Regions from separate parts of the Mus musculus genome. Here all the other regions are linked to region 2. Evidence: chromatin contacts called from public HiChIP or PLAC-seq and promoter capture Hi-C data. All regions are on one chromosome and are shown on one strand. Each heading gives the region's core, a stretch centred on a gene start, on an enhancer-like site or on the middle of the called end of the contact. The rest is flanking DNA. Distances are from core to core; before and after follow the strand shown. Region 1 holds the start of Lgals7 (lectin, galactose binding, soluble 7). Region 2 holds the start of Supt5 (suppressor of Ty 5, DSIF elongation factor subunit). Region 3 holds the start of Zfp60 (zinc finger protein 60). Region 4 holds the start of 2200002D01Rik (RIKEN cDNA 2200002D01 gene). Region 5 holds the start of Map3k10 (mitogen-activated protein kinase kinase kinase 10).

Region 1 (2,700 bases), core at 189-2,688, 530 kb after region 2:
AATGACCTCGTGCTGACTCTCTCGCCTTCACCTCCCACGCGCTGGTTTCCAGGTGGAGCAATCAGGTCCATCTCCAGCCTGTCTTCTCCAGGGCTCCTCCCCCAGCATCGCAGCGCCCACGTTTCTCTGGCATCTTCTGTGCCCTCTCTGGGCCACCTCACGGGATTCCTTGATGTGTATTCTAGGGTTGTGTGTGTTGCGGGCGTGGGGGGGGGGTCTGAATATGGGAAACTGGGACAGAGAAGCAGGAGAGGTAGCAAGTTCCTAATCTCCAAGGCAACTTTCCACTCCCAGCATGCATCTGGCCTCCGGCTCTGCCACCTGCTGGGTGGGGCAGGAGTAGGGTGGTGGGGATAGGGATGGGAAAGATCTTTCAGGAAGGCTGCTGGGCTGTTAGGAGTGGTAACTGCTCAGCGCTCCCACCCTCCCTTTGCCTGCCTTCCAGAAATTTCTCTTTCATTCTTTATGAGTCACCCCTACACACACCCACACACACATACACACACACACACACACACACACACACTTTCTCTATTTCTCTAGAGTGCTGGTCTAGGGAGACTAAAACTCAGGCTATTGGAAGTTTCCCCAATGTGTTTCATTTGATCTGGGTGGTGACTGGCAGCCCGGGACACCCACCAACCCATATTCCATCACACTCTCATTGGATGGGAAGGTGGGCTCAGTTCCAAGGAGGAGCTGATAGAGACCTGAAGAAGAAAAGTAGGAACCACTGAGAAGAGAGAGGGAGAGAGAGAGAGAGAGAGAGAGAGAGCGAGAGAGCAGAGCGCTGATCTTGATCTTTGGGCAAATTGTTCCCATGAGCACTGTTTCCTGTACGTCAGTACAGTGGCTCGATATACTCCACATATCCTGGTAAGGTTCAGACACACATCTGGACACCCAGAGGTCTCAGCAGCCTGGCCACTGTTAGTGAAACTTCATTATTTGACCCTCCGTTACTGGCCACTCCATTACTGACCACTTCAAACGTGCCAACACACTCTTGGTAACCTGGGGGGTAGGGTGGGGGCACAGCATAGGATAAAAAGGAATAGCGGGTTTCCTGGGGACCCCATTGAGTTATTATGCCTGTCTTTGACGGCAGAAGCAGAGGTGGCCAGGACAAAGCAGAGCAGCCTGCGCTCCAGGGAAGAGGCTCCTTTCAGAAAGGGTGGAGGCTGATGCTTGCGCAGCCTTTCTGGATCCACTAGATCTCCAGGGGAGTCCAGTGTCTGACAGGGCGGTAGGGGTATGAAAGGGGAGGTGAGAAGAGCACAGGGCAAACCTCCCCAGTCTTGGTATTAAAGGTTGTCCCTATCTCTAAGCCTAGGAAAAGGGGAGAGGGAGCTGGTGTGTGGGGGCAGGGCAGGAGGAGACTCGCCCGGCCTTGACAGCTTTGCCTTAGGGCAGGGGTCTGTGCCAGCTGTGGGCGTTGGATGGAAAGGGAGGAGCTGAACCACTACCTTGCCTTTACTTAAGGTCCCCTCCCACAGCGACTGGCCACATTGTTGCTGTATTGCTGTGCCCGCCATGTCTGTAAGTATACTGGGGCCCAAGCTGGGGAAACGGGGCTTTGGGACAAGGCCAAGTCTGGAAGCTGGGACTAGCTTAAACCTCCCCTTCAAAGCAAAAAACGGGTATCAGGAGAGCTGGCTGCTATCTCTTGGGTTTCACCAGCACGTCCTGATAGGTTGTCTCCCAGCTGGCTTTGCTTTCTTCTAACTGCATTGTCTCTGTCAGGTCTGTGTGCCTGTCTCTGCCTCTCCGTTAATCTGCATCCCTCTTGGTTTCTGCCTGGTCCCTGGAGTTCCTAGCTGGGGCTGACCAGTCTGTTTCTTTGTCTCCCTGGTTCTCATTCTTGCCCCACCCAATTCTTACAGGCTACCCAGCACAAGACCTCCCTGCCTCAGGGCGTCCGCGTGGGCACTGTCATGAGAATTCGAGGCATGGTCCCTGACCAGGCTGGCAGGTGATATCCCAGGTTCCAGGGGAAAGGGTGGGTGGGGCATCTCCTGGCTCAGTTGAACCCTGGTTCTTAGAGCCCACATATGGTGTCCCTGGAACCTTGTTTGCCATGTGGAGTCTTGGAGTCCCTATTGCTAGCTTAATTTGGATATTTTCACTGATGTTCCCCAAGACTTGTGGGTGGGTGTGCCCAAGTCTCCCTAAAAATGTAGGCTTCTAGAACAATAATAAGAATCCCTGGTTAGTCCTACGATCTCCATGTCCAGTTTTCCAGGACAATGAAAATCTCTCTTGGATCTTGAAGCTACCCTGGATGCCCAGGGTACCCGGTCATCAAGTCCATGACCTACTAAAATTGAGACCTTGGGCTTTGTGGGAATATTGATAACCTGGAATAGTGGGGTCCCTTGCTATTAACTCTGCTTATCTGGAGTGCGATTCCCTGAACCCCACTCAGGCACAGCAGGCCATCCCACAACCTAGGACAGCTCCAGGCTCTGGAAATGAGGGGGATCCTGGCTACAAACACAGGGACTCCCTATGGGTGTGGGTGTGCCGGTGGAACCACATAACTTGCACATGGTGGTTGCTGATCTTTGAGGCTTACTGTCCCCGAAGGTTCCATGTAAACCTGCTATGCGGTGAGGAGCAAGGAGCAGATGCCGCCTTGCACTTTAACCCGAGGCTGGACACTTCCGAGGTTGTCTTCAACACCAAAGAACAAGGCAAATG
Region 2 (2,700 bases), core at 137-2,636:
TATCCTTAATTCACAGCTTGAGACAAGATGTGATGAGATTTCCTATTTTAGGCTGTCCGTGCTGTCATCTCAGGAATCTCATCACTTGGGAGGTAAAGGAAAAACAAAGGCAGCTCTCAGGAGGCAGAGGCAAGCAGATCTGAGTTCAAGGCCAGCCTGATCTACAGAGTGAGTTCCAGGACAGCCAGGGCTACACAGAGAAACCCTGTCTCGAAAAACCAAAAAAGAAAAAAAGAAAAGAAAACAAAACAAAACAAATAAAATCCAAAGTATACATATTTCAGATCTTGGAGGATTTTTGGATTATTTGCACATACACAATAAGGTACCTTGGAACGGGACAATACATGAAATTCATATATCTTTCATATATACTGTGCACAGTCATTTAACACAGTATTTTTAGTGCACTAGTGTTGACTTTGACCTGTCATATGTGGAATTTTCCATTCGTAGCATCGACAGAAGACTAGAAAAGTTACAAAATCATCTGGATTTTCACACTAGGATGCTGAACCTGGGAGTCTCTCATATTTACTGGCTATATTTATTCACAGTAGCAAATTCACATTCACCCATCAGTTGTCGATTTACATTTTAAAATCTGTTAGCAGGAGCCCAAGGACAAAGACTTGTACAGGCTGGCACACAGTAGGCAATACATACACACTTCTGGAACAACTGGGGATACCTAAAAACACAAACACGAAAGAATCCTAAGAGCTGGGGCTGTCCACCTAGCAGGGCCCTGAACTCAATCCTAGCATCGCAAGTGATAAAAAGTAAACCGAAAGAAACAAATCAGATGAAAGCCAACCGTGGACCTGGCGCACCCCCACCTTCTGGACGCTGCCCCTGCGCTCCACGCTGACTTGCACACTCGTCCATCTCTCCCGACAATCTGGAACCACCCTCCCCCCCAGCCGTTCCGAGTCCCCGGCTCCCCCAGGGCCCTCTCTGCCCTGCCCCTGTCCCTGTCCCCAGGCGCAACGTCTCCCCTAAGAATCCCAGGCACCGACCTCGGCCTCCTCCGCCTCGCTGCTGCGCTCGCTGTCCTCCTCCTCGGAGAAGTTGCTGTCTTCGCTGTCCGACATCTTCCGCAGCTGCAGAGGAAGACCGCGGCCTCAGGGCGTCGCGGAACCAAAAGCGCCACCCCCAAGCCTCAGTTTCCCCGCAAGGTAAACCGGGGGAGAAAATCCCCAGGCGCACTTCCGGCAGCCTGGTTCAGGCGGTCGCGAACCCGCGTTGTTCGGGCTATGGCAGCTAGCACACCCGGCCCTGGCTGCGGCCGGCACACGTCCTGAACCTCCGCCAGCCCCGACCCCCGCTCCGGCCCCTGCCTGCCGTCCCACGCCCGCTCACCGATCGCTTGCCACCTGAAGCTTCCGCGCCAGCTGCGGATCACACAACGCCTAGCTGGCCTGAGCGCTCTCTCGCGAGAACTGGCGCGTCAGTCTCACCTAACGCGAGACTTTAGGGGCCTGCTCTGAGGGCGGCCTCTTGGAGCCGCCATCTCCGGAGTGGCCAAAGTGGTTTACGCGGACTGTACGGCCGCCATCTTGAGAAGGTCGAAAAGTAATCGGCTTCTCCTAACCCAGAGCTGAATCGGGTGAACTGTTGGCTCGTCCGTCCTCTAAACTTCCCTCGGAGGTGTCAGAGGTGACGGGACAGAGATTCGGCTTCACACCGCCACCCTCGGCATTCTGAGGAGTTCCCCTAGATTTTTAGGGACCTAGACTCAGGTTAAATCCGAATTCCTGGCGATGCTCAAAACAATCTCAAAACTTGTTAGTTTAGCGCGGCACAGTATTGTGTTATTAATGATCTGGTTTGTTTGTTTGTTTGTTTGTGTGATAAGGCCTTACTTTGTAGCCTGGCTAAATCTCAGACTCACAAAGATAAGCCCATGTCTGCCTCTGCCTCCCTGGTACTGAAATTAAAGGCGTGTGCCACCATGCTTACAATGAAAGACACTTTAATACGGATTTAAGACTGAAGGCGGGAGCTGGTGAGATGGCTCAGTGGTTAAAAGCGCCTACTGCTCTTCCGAAGGTCCTGAGTTCAAATCCCAGCATCCACATGGTGACTCACAACCATCCATGACGAAATCTGATGCCCTCTTCTGGAGTATCTGAGGACAGCTACTGTGTACTTACATATAATAAATAAATAAATAAATCTTAAAAAAAAAAAGAAGAAGAGGAAGAAGAAGAAGAAGAACTGAAGGTGGACAGGCGAGCCAGGAGTTATGCACAAAACCATCACATTTATTTAATTCCGGACAGCCAAGGTTACACAGTGAAACACTGTAACCAAAACAAAACAATAAAACCTAAACTGGAGAGTTGGCTCAACCGCCAAAGAACGCTGGCTGCTGTGGAGCTGTGGTCAATTTCCAGCAGCTCACAACCCGCTTTCACTCCAGTCTCAGGGGAGCTAATGCTCGCCCTCTTCAGGCCTCGGCTGACATTGAATATCCACAGACATAAAAATTCAAGACAAGCCGGGCGGTGGTGGCGCACGCCTTTAATCCCAGCACTGGGAAGGCAGAGGCAGGCGGATTTCTGAGTTCGAGGCCAGCCTGGTCTACAGAGTGAGTTCCAGGACAGCCAGAACTGCACAGAGAAACCCTGTCTCGAACCCCCCACACACAAAAAAAAATTCAAGACAGAAAGTTAATAAAAGCAGCATGCTTGAGCA
Region 3 (2,719 bases), core at 72-2,571, 610 kb before region 2:
TAGGCGTTTAGATCATTTACAAAGCGTCTAATATGTTTAGTGGTCCTAATAGGATTATCATTAACCTTGACACTAGTTTTCTCTCATGTTCTGGAAAAATATGTGTAAATATAAATAATAAATAAATGTGGTTTTGAAAGCTCATGTTGAAAGACTCCGAGAGGAGCCCCTTGCTCAGGCCTCAGGACAATAGCGGACACCCAAGAACTCACAAGAGACCAAGCTTGATGCAAACCACATGAGGCTTTATTCGGGGAAAGCCAGAGCTCTGGGGACGACTCATATCCCACGCAGGGGTAGAGGAGTCGACCCCAAGGGGAAAGAGGTCCCAGTTTTTATAGGCCCTCAGGGGGGGAAGGAGAAGGGGGAAGTAGGGGATTTCCAGATCTAAACAATGTTTATTCTCAAGAAATGGGTATGGGAGGGGTCCAAGGGAAGAGTCTGGTGCAGGTGTAGGAACTCTAGATTGGCCGGGCTGTTGTTGCTGGGGAGATTTTCTGACTCTTTTTCAGCAACCAATATCACAAACACCTGGCAATGGGCTTCATCAGTGGGCACACACATGGGTTCAAGGAACGGTCAAAACATTGGCAGACACACGGGTTCAAGGAGTGGCCAGAGCATTGTGCACCTCTATTTTTCTAAATCAGTGAAGCTAGTTCTGCTAACAGTGACATCTATCTTGCCAATTTCAGGGCTTGTGTGACCTTTTACATTCTGTCAGGATCTTTCAATGTCATGTTACACTAAGTACGTTTTCCCTACATAAACAAGGCATACGTCGGTGGTTGTTTACATACGTCGGTGGTTGTTTAGATACTTCCACATGCTAGTCATTCACCTTTCAAAATGGGCGCAGTTCTGTTGATATTTATCCAACTAGTCCTCACTCACGTTTTCCTATCTAGATAACAGGGACACTGACTCTCTGAACATCTGGCTGTCTGAAATCGCTGATATAAACTACCACGTTTAAAACCAACCAATTCTTTAGTTCAGTGTCTTCCAATCTACCATAGTCCCTACTAGAGCACAGCAGGTGGAATCCCTCTTGGTGCAAAGTGTAACCACGCCAGTTATATCCGGATTTGATCACGCTTCCTATTCTGTCCGGGGGTGGGGTGGGGGGTCTGGGAGACAGAACACGACGTCTCCCACAAACCACTGGCATAGCTCTCAGATGGCCTGGCCTAAGTTGTGTGCAGTGATCTCTCTGAACTACAGACCGCTAGGCTTCATCGAGTTGAGCACTCGGCACTACATTTCCCAGGGGCTACCGCGGCGGAAGTAAAGCAACTTCCGGTGCCCTGGCGGCGCTATAGCGGACGGTCGGGTCTTTCTGGTCTGAGTAGGGAATTGCTTTGTGTCTTCGGTCTCTGCAGAGTAAGGCCGGGAGTCCGGGTGTGGGTGTGGACGGTGGGGTGGATGGATGTTGATGCGTGTGTGAGTGTTTAGGGACGGTGCTGTGTGTGCGCGCGCGCGTCTCTGCGTACGCACCTTGAGCTATTTGCATTATCACCGTGCTTGTCGCTTTCTCTCGCGGCCACCAGCAGAGGACCAAGCTTCACTGAGGAGAGGTGAGGGGCGGAGTCTGAAGGGAAGCTTTCCCTGTGGTTCAGATTGAGCTTTGTGACGAGCATTTGAGGCCGAAAGTGCCTCCGAGGGTGGCCTACTGGCCTTTTCTCAGAGCTCTAGCCGTGTGAGTGTCGAGGGAAGAGAGGGGAAATGCTCACTGGGGATGCTCTCAAATGTAATCTAGGCTTACTCAGATGTAATCTAGGCTTACTCAGGCTCCCTGCGCAGGCCATTATTCAAAAGGAGGGCTGGAGGAGCGTGAGATCGTTGTTGCTACCCACCGAAGGCTCAAGGGCGAGTTTGCGCTTTCTCTCTGTGCGAGAAATGAGGGTTTTATGTTTAGAATATGGAATTGTCAGTAAATGAAGAAGGAACGTGTAAATTGATACCGCCATCATTGTGTCCCTTACATTGTCCCTCCCCTTTCCAGTTAGTATTCACATTATCGTTTCAATGACCCTTGACATCTTCTGTCTACAATCACTCCCCCCACCTCACCGACCATGTTATAGATAGGAACCGACAGAGGTTAACAAAAGGGCTTTCAAACTCCGATGTGCTAAATCGATTTCTATTTGGATGGTGTCACACGTCAGATGGCCTTAGATCTTCTTACAGGTCTTCATTTCAAAGCAGCGGAAGAGTGGAGGTTTTTGTTTTCTAGTAGATTTTGAGATTGGGAAAGTGGTAGGCTCTCTCCCCCTCCCCTCCCCTCCCCTCCATCTGGGTTGGAGTCTTGGTTCTGTCCCCTCAGGCTCTCCAGGCCTGTCAGGAACCTTAGGATGCCTGTGGTGAAGCCTGTTAGTGCAGTGCCGCCATATCCTAAGGGCCTGGTGTGCTTTAGTTGTTGCTCTGTGAGGCCATCTTGGGTTCATTCCACTCAGTGTTCTGCAGGACAAGGGAGTGTGAGAAACAATGCGATTGCTGGTGGATGTTTAAGAAAGCCACTCAAACAGAAAAGCTAGGCTTTGTGGGGTACAACGAGGCAGAAAGAAGCAGGAAGGGCAATGTGAATTCTGTAGCAGCTTGATCCCCATAACACGTTTCAGGCCAGCTGGCCTACACAGTGAGAACCTATTTCAAAAACAAGGAAGGTGAATATACCATAGAGCAGAGTGTTTTTCCAAATGTTGCGACGAACTGT
Region 4 (2,700 bases), core at 73-2,572, 910 kb after region 2:
CTAGGAACACAAACTGGAGGCCACAGAGGGGCAGGGACTCATCCCGAGCTGCCTGGCACTTACGGGACCCCCACTTTACCCTTACCACCCAGATCCGGACACTGCGGCTCAAGATCCTGGCCCAGGCAGCGGCCGAAGGAGTGCCAGTGCGTGGGGCGCGGAACCAGCTGCGCATGTACCTGACTATGGCAGTGGCAGCTGCGCAGCCGGTACTCATGTACTGGCTCACCTTCCACCTTGTACGGTGAGCTGCGGCCTGGCCTCCAGCTCCCACACTCATCTCGCTTGACCAGGGCTCCCGCCCTCCAGGCCCGCGCCCTCCTTCCTAGCCAAGGTGCTCATGTCGCCTACTGCACACCCGCAACAATAAACCTGATGGGCTCGGCGCAGCCTCCACTTCTGACCGGCAGAGGGCGCTGGGGAGCGGAAAGGGCTGCAAGTTTAATAAGTCAATGGGGGGCCTTCTTCTCCTTCTTCTCCTTCTCCTTCTTCTCCTTCTTCTCCTTCTTCTCCATCTTCTCCTTCTTCACCTTGGGTTTCTTGGCCTTGTCTGAGGAGCGTTCATGCTTCTTGCAGCCAGCGGCATACTCCTGGAGAGCCAAGGACGGTGGGTAGGAGAGGAGGTGGCCCGGTTGAAAGCTGTACTGGACCCGCCCCACTCACCTCGGCAAGGAGCCTAACGTGACCCTGACCGCAGCGGGGCCTGGGTCTGAGGTGCGAGAGGACACACTGGGAGAGGGACCGTCTCTTACCTTCCCCTCTGCCTCTGAGTCGCTGGAGCTGCTACTGCTGCTGGAGTCGGAGGAGCTGCCAGAGACACGCTAGATGGGGGTTGGGGAGGGAGTGGTTACAGTGAGGACAGGGACCCACTCGAGCAGCTTCCAACCCAAACTGGAAGGCTGATGTGTGGCCGAGGACCAAGGACGGAAGCCAGTTCTCATCTCGGGCCCTCGGGACTCGGTGCCGGTGATGAAGTGACTTACCCTCGGCTTGTGAGCAGCGCCTGCCTCTGGCCCGCCCGGCGCTTTAAGAGGACAGTGTTTGGGGTCTCCCACATGGCCTGCCCCCTCTGGCTTCTTAGAACCAGGGCCCAGGGCTGCGGAGGAGAGGGGAGTTACATGGTTATGTAGGCGACGTAGCTTCCCTTCAGTATTCCCAGGCTCTGAGTCTGGCCCCTTACACAGCAAATCCACCACTCCCCGGGGAACTTACCTGCGGCCAAGTCAAACTCCATGGCGGTGACCAGTCTGGATGGCCGGAAACTTTAGGCAGAGCCTAGGGCAGGGGGTGGGACTGCACGACCTGCCCATCTCAGGAATTCCGCGAAGCCTCACCCTCCGGACCTTTGTCCCTCAGCTCCCTGGCCCTGACTCACTGCACTGGCGCTCCCGGCTCCACCCAGACTTTCCTAAGTGGGAAGTGGGGTTAGAAGTGGCTGTAGGTGTCTGGGAGAAAGGGGGTGAGACTAGTCATCAGTTGGTCCCTTTGCGGGGGTACTTGCTTCCGGAAAGCCGTTCCGTACACTGAACAAAGTTAAAGTGCATTCTGGGAGCAACGAGGTCTGGTTCTCAGCTCCTCCGAGCTGAGATAAGTAGTGTCTGAAGAATTTGGTGGCCAGACTAGTGCGCCCTGGCGGCAGCTGAAAAGCACCAGCAAAGTTGTACCCTGGGGTGGTGGGGTTGAATTCCTAGGCTGGTGCTTGGCAGAGTGCATGGTGGTGAAATGTGTTGCGTTGTTTGGGTAAAGGCAGGTGTCTTAATTTGGGCTGTTAAACATAACAGATTAGTGCTTAAGCAGCAGTTTACCTCATAGTCGGCAAGGCTCGGGGCTGGAAGCTAGGCATAGGCAGGGAGAGAGCCCCAGTACAGAGATGGTCTGCTTCCTGCTTCTAGTCTTGGCTCTCCATGTCTGAATATAAGACCTCCAATTTGGGATATGGCTTCACCATGTGACTTTCGGGAACATCAACATTAGTTCTAAGCTAGGTACTGTAAGCCCACTGCTCAGGAGACTGGGGCAGGGGGATTGAAGACTCTATCATAGCCTGGGCTACACAGCATAAGAGTGCTGGGCTTGGTGACACACACCTTTAATTCTAACACTCAGGAGGCAGAGGCAAGTTGAGTTCAAGGCCAGCCTGGCCTTACAGAGTGAGTTCTGTGCCACCCAGCAATATACCTGACTCAAGAAAATAAGGAGGCTGGTGAGGTGGCTCATTGTGTAGAATTGCCAGGTTAATGAGGTGAATCTAATCACCCGGAACCACCTAAGAGAACTCACGCCTGCACACCGTCTTTGGACTTCCACAGGTGCACATCCAGGCACGTGCACACAAAACAAAACACCCACCTGTATATTCCAAAAGTGAGCGCCCACCTCTCAGCAGGAACAGGTGGCTACTTCAAGGATCAAGGTGGCCATGTGCCACCTTGGATGCCTGCTTAATGTCCATTTGCAGAAATGCCTGCACTGGTCATGCAGGCTCCACGCGTGTCATTCCAGCACATACTTGGTGCTTCCCATTACCTGAAAAACTTTATTTTTAAATGTGTGTGTGTGTGTTTGTGGAGGCCTGCTGCTGTCTGTGGAAGCCATCCTTGGGTTTGAGCCACTAGAACAACAAATACCCCTAACCACCTTCTAGCACCTTACCTCTTTACAGTTTAAATTCTTCCCTATAATGATGTTTGCCTATGTATG
Region 5 (2,700 bases), core at 41-2,540, 660 kb before region 2:
TTGGCCTCATAAGATTCAGCGGAAGAGTTTTGGGAGAGAGGATACCACTTACTGTTGATGGACTTGAGGTCCCGGTGAATGATGGGCACAGGGGCATCATTGTGTAGATAGTTCATGCCCCGAGCCACCTGCACAGCCCAGTTGACCAGCACATGAGGGGGGACCCGGCGACCTGCCAGTACCCTGCTCAATGCACCTCCCCGAGCATATTCCATCACCAGGCAGAGGTTTGGGGGGCTGAGGCAGGCGCCCCTCAGGGCAATGATGTTGGGGTGCTGCAGGGCTCCAAAGAGCCGGGCCTCCTGGCGGACCTGCTCCGCTGTCACTGCCGGGTCCCGTTCAGGGTCCAGCCGAGCGGCCTTGACCGCTACTTCCTCTCCACGCCATACGGCGCGATAGACTTTGCCAAAGCCCCCGACACCGATGATCTCCTCCAGCTGCAGCTCGTGGAAGGGGATCTCCTGTGGCAGCTGGAGGTCTGAGGGTGCGGCGGGTGCAGCGGGGGCCACGTAGTTGCTGGGGAAGACGCCCACACGGCCGCTGGGCAGCTGCCCTGTCCACCAGCCCTCATCTCCAGACACCGCACAGTCCTGGGAAAGCACCTGGACGCGGTCGCCTCTCCGCAGGGTCAGCTCCTCGTCGCCCACCGCCTCGTAGTCGAACACGGCGGTCCACACTGGCCCCGCGGGGGTCGCGCCCCACTCTCTGGCCGCCGCCCCCTCCTCCTCCTCCATGGGGGAGGGGCCGGGGGCTGCGGGAGGCCGCTTCACGCAGGCTGCCCGCGGAATGCTGAGCGCGGGGCCGGGAGGCCGGGATGGGAGACAGTCCCTGCGGACCCCGGGGGGCTCCTGGGGACCATAGCTGGGGGAGGGGCCTCCGCTGGAGCGAAGGAATTAAAAAGAAAAAAAACCCCAAAAACCTAAAAAACACCTTTTTCAAACGATAGGACCGATCCCTCGGATTTGGCTGTGCAGGAGAGGCGTTAGGTTCACCTGTCCCCAACGATGTCAGGGCGCAGGGAGGGCCGGGTCGAGCGGGGCCCGCCGGCGGAGGCCGAGGCCGAGGGCAGCAAGCGGCCGCCCCTCCCCGCGCCTCTCACCCCGCGCAGCTCCACCGGCGGCCCCCGGCTCCGCATCCTCAGCCACGACCGCAGGGCCGGGCAGGGATGGCGGCGCCCCGGGGGCGGCCGCCCCGGGATGGGGTGGCGCGCCCCTCGGCCTCCTCACGCGAGGAACGCGTGGGCGGCCCCCATCCTCCTCAGCCGGCTCCTGGTCGGCCCCCTAAGTCCCTCTCCCCGCCGGGGCTCTTGGCGGTGTCCAGTGACGTGTTTATGCTGCCGCCGCGATGCCGCCTGGGAGTTGTAGTCCCAAGCTGCGAGGCCTTGGGTTCGTCCCAGGCTACATGAGCCCTGGTCCTTAGGCCCTATCTCCTATCAGGGCGAATGAACCAACGCTTTCTACAAGCCCTGCAGGAGACCCGTTCATGTTGGAGTTCACGGTAACTGACTCATTTAGCCAAGGGAAACATAGGAGCTGAATGAATGGAGATTACGGACCGATACTCCTAAAGCGGTTCGGACAAGGTTCGCAGGATAGTCTCTAGGGTCCCTGGCTGGAAGTGCATGCTGGGAAATGTAGTTCGTTCGTGGACCATTGCGCTCCTTGAACCACCTGCTTCAGAGAGCAATGGGTGACTGGAGCAAGTTAACGCACAGACTTGTGCTGCCTCTTTGGGCAGGAGCAGGCTGGAGGGCGAAGTGTACTGTCTCGAAGATTTCATAGCCAGATTTGCTTGCCTCACCAGCTATGGGATCACTGGCATCTGCAGTAAGAACTTGTCTATACTCTTCTGCCTCCTATAATGAGCTTCAGTTTGGAGAGAGGGGGCTGAAAGGAGGGGTTTCCGGGGGTGGGGGCTTTGCTCAGATGATGTCATTAAATCTTCACGAAGAGCCTCATTTACAGGTGACTCAGAGAAACAAACTCACTTTGTTCAAGATTGCTAAATTATAAATGGCAAAGCAAGAGTCAAGGGCAGTTTAAAAGAAATTGAAAAATTGAAAAACAAACACTGTCAGTGATCGTATTTTTAAATTGTGTGTGTGTGTGTGTGCGCGCGCGCGTGCGTGCGTGCACGCACCCAAAGAGGGCGTTGGATCTCCTGGAAACTTCAGTCACAGGCGGTTGTGAGCCACCCCATGTGGGTGCTGGGGACCCAAATTCAGGTTCTCCGCAAAAGCAGCATATGCCCTTTAGAGCTGACCCATCTTTGCCCCCTACGGTAACTAAGATTCTGGTTGAGTTTATTTGTGGGACAGGCAAAGAACTGACTGAGAGGGACAAAGGTGTGCGTGTGTGGAGCTTTATTGAGGCAAGCTGACAATCGCTGAGTTGGGAGTCGTTACAAGGGCTCTGTGTTTAGCATTTTATAAGACTTATGGGTCCTCTCATCTTAACATTTTGCCTAGGCATTTGTCCTTCTAACCTTTCTCTAAGGAAGGAAACAACCCTGGCAGGAAGGCCGTTTCTCTACCTGCCTATATATTTTTCTAACTTATCCTCAGCACCATGTTTTTAGAATGCTGCCTTTCTATGTATAGAATGCAGAAGGTGAGTCCTGTATAACGTCAGTGGCTTGTCCAAGAACTATAAACGTCAGGGGGTAGAATCCTGGGTCTTTCCAGTTTGGTGATCCTAAATG

The links. Promoter capture Hi-C pulls out the DNA fragments that hold promoters and counts their contacts. HiChIP or PLAC-seq counts read pairs in DNA pulled down with a chosen protein or histone mark. Capture Hi-C pulls out chosen DNA fragments and counts their contacts.
Region 1: a promoter capture Hi-C map of liver shows a contact between it and region 2, with 2.8 times the contacts expected there. The contact joins the promoter of Lgals7 here to the promoter of Supt5 in region 2. A contact is called at or near these places in 1 of 115 datasets of contacts at active chromatin or transcription factors (large pre-B cells) and 1 of 9 other capture datasets (liver).
Region 3: a contact with region 2 is called in a promoter capture Hi-C map of pre-B cells. The contact joins the promoter of Zfp60 here to the promoter of Supt5 in region 2. A contact is called at or near these places in 3 of 39 promoter capture datasets (hippocampal neurons, liver and pre-B cells).
Region 4: a contact with region 2 is called in an HNF4G HiChIP or PLAC-seq map of pancreatic cancer cells. The contact joins the promoter of 2200002D01Rik here to the promoter of Supt5 in region 2. A contact is called at or near these places in 2 of 39 promoter capture datasets (embryonic stem cells and liver), 1 of 115 datasets of contacts at active chromatin or transcription factors (pancreatic cancer cells) and 2 of 9 other capture datasets (adipose tissue and liver).
Region 5: a promoter capture Hi-C map of the HPC-7 cell line shows a contact between it and region 2. The contact joins the promoter of Map3k10 here to the promoter of Supt5 in region 2. A contact is called at or near these places in 4 of 39 promoter capture datasets (the C10 cell line, the HPC-7 cell line, cranial neural crest and 1 more) and 3 of 115 datasets of contacts at active chromatin or transcription factors (astrocytes, large pre-B cells and trophoblast stem cells).

The regions. Positions count from the first base shown.
Region 1 is chr7:28,862,948-28,865,647 of GRCm38.p6, forward strand. It overlaps Lgals7 (lectin, galactose binding, soluble 7), which reads left to right and starts at 1,439. Exons shown (of 4, transcript NM_008496.4): 1 at 1,439-1,539; 2 at 1,884-1,972; 3 at 2,587-2,700. The coding sequence starts at 1,534.
Region 2 is chr7:28,337,333-28,340,032 of GRCm38.p6, forward strand. Supt5 (suppressor of Ty 5, DSIF elongation factor subunit) reads right to left here and starts at 1,387. Exons shown (of 30, transcript NM_013676.1): 1 at 1,363-1,387; 2 at 1,020-1,103. The coding sequence starts at 1,094.
Region 3 is chr7:27,730,088-27,732,806 of GRCm38.p6, forward strand. Zfp60 (zinc finger protein 60) reads left to right here and starts at 1,322. Exons shown (of 5, transcript NM_029531.2): 1 at 1,322-1,383.
Region 4 is chr7:29,247,145-29,249,844 of GRCm38.p6, forward strand. 2200002D01Rik (RIKEN cDNA 2200002D01 gene) reads right to left here and starts at 1,323. Exons shown (of 4, transcript NM_028179.1): 1 at 1,213-1,323; 2 at 984-1,096; 3 at 753-821; 4 at 377-590. The coding sequence starts at 1,234. The coding sequence ends at 450. Yif1b (Yip1 interacting factor homolog B (S. cerevisiae)) reads left to right here. Exons shown (of 8, transcript NM_001110201.1): 8 at 93-388. The coding sequence ends at 248.
Region 5 is chr7:27,673,291-27,675,990 of GRCm38.p6, forward strand. Map3k10 (mitogen-activated protein kinase kinase kinase 10) reads right to left here and starts at 1,291. Exons shown (of 10, transcript NM_001290528.1): 1 at 53-1,291. The coding sequence starts at 734. It also overlaps a transcript of Zfp607b not described here.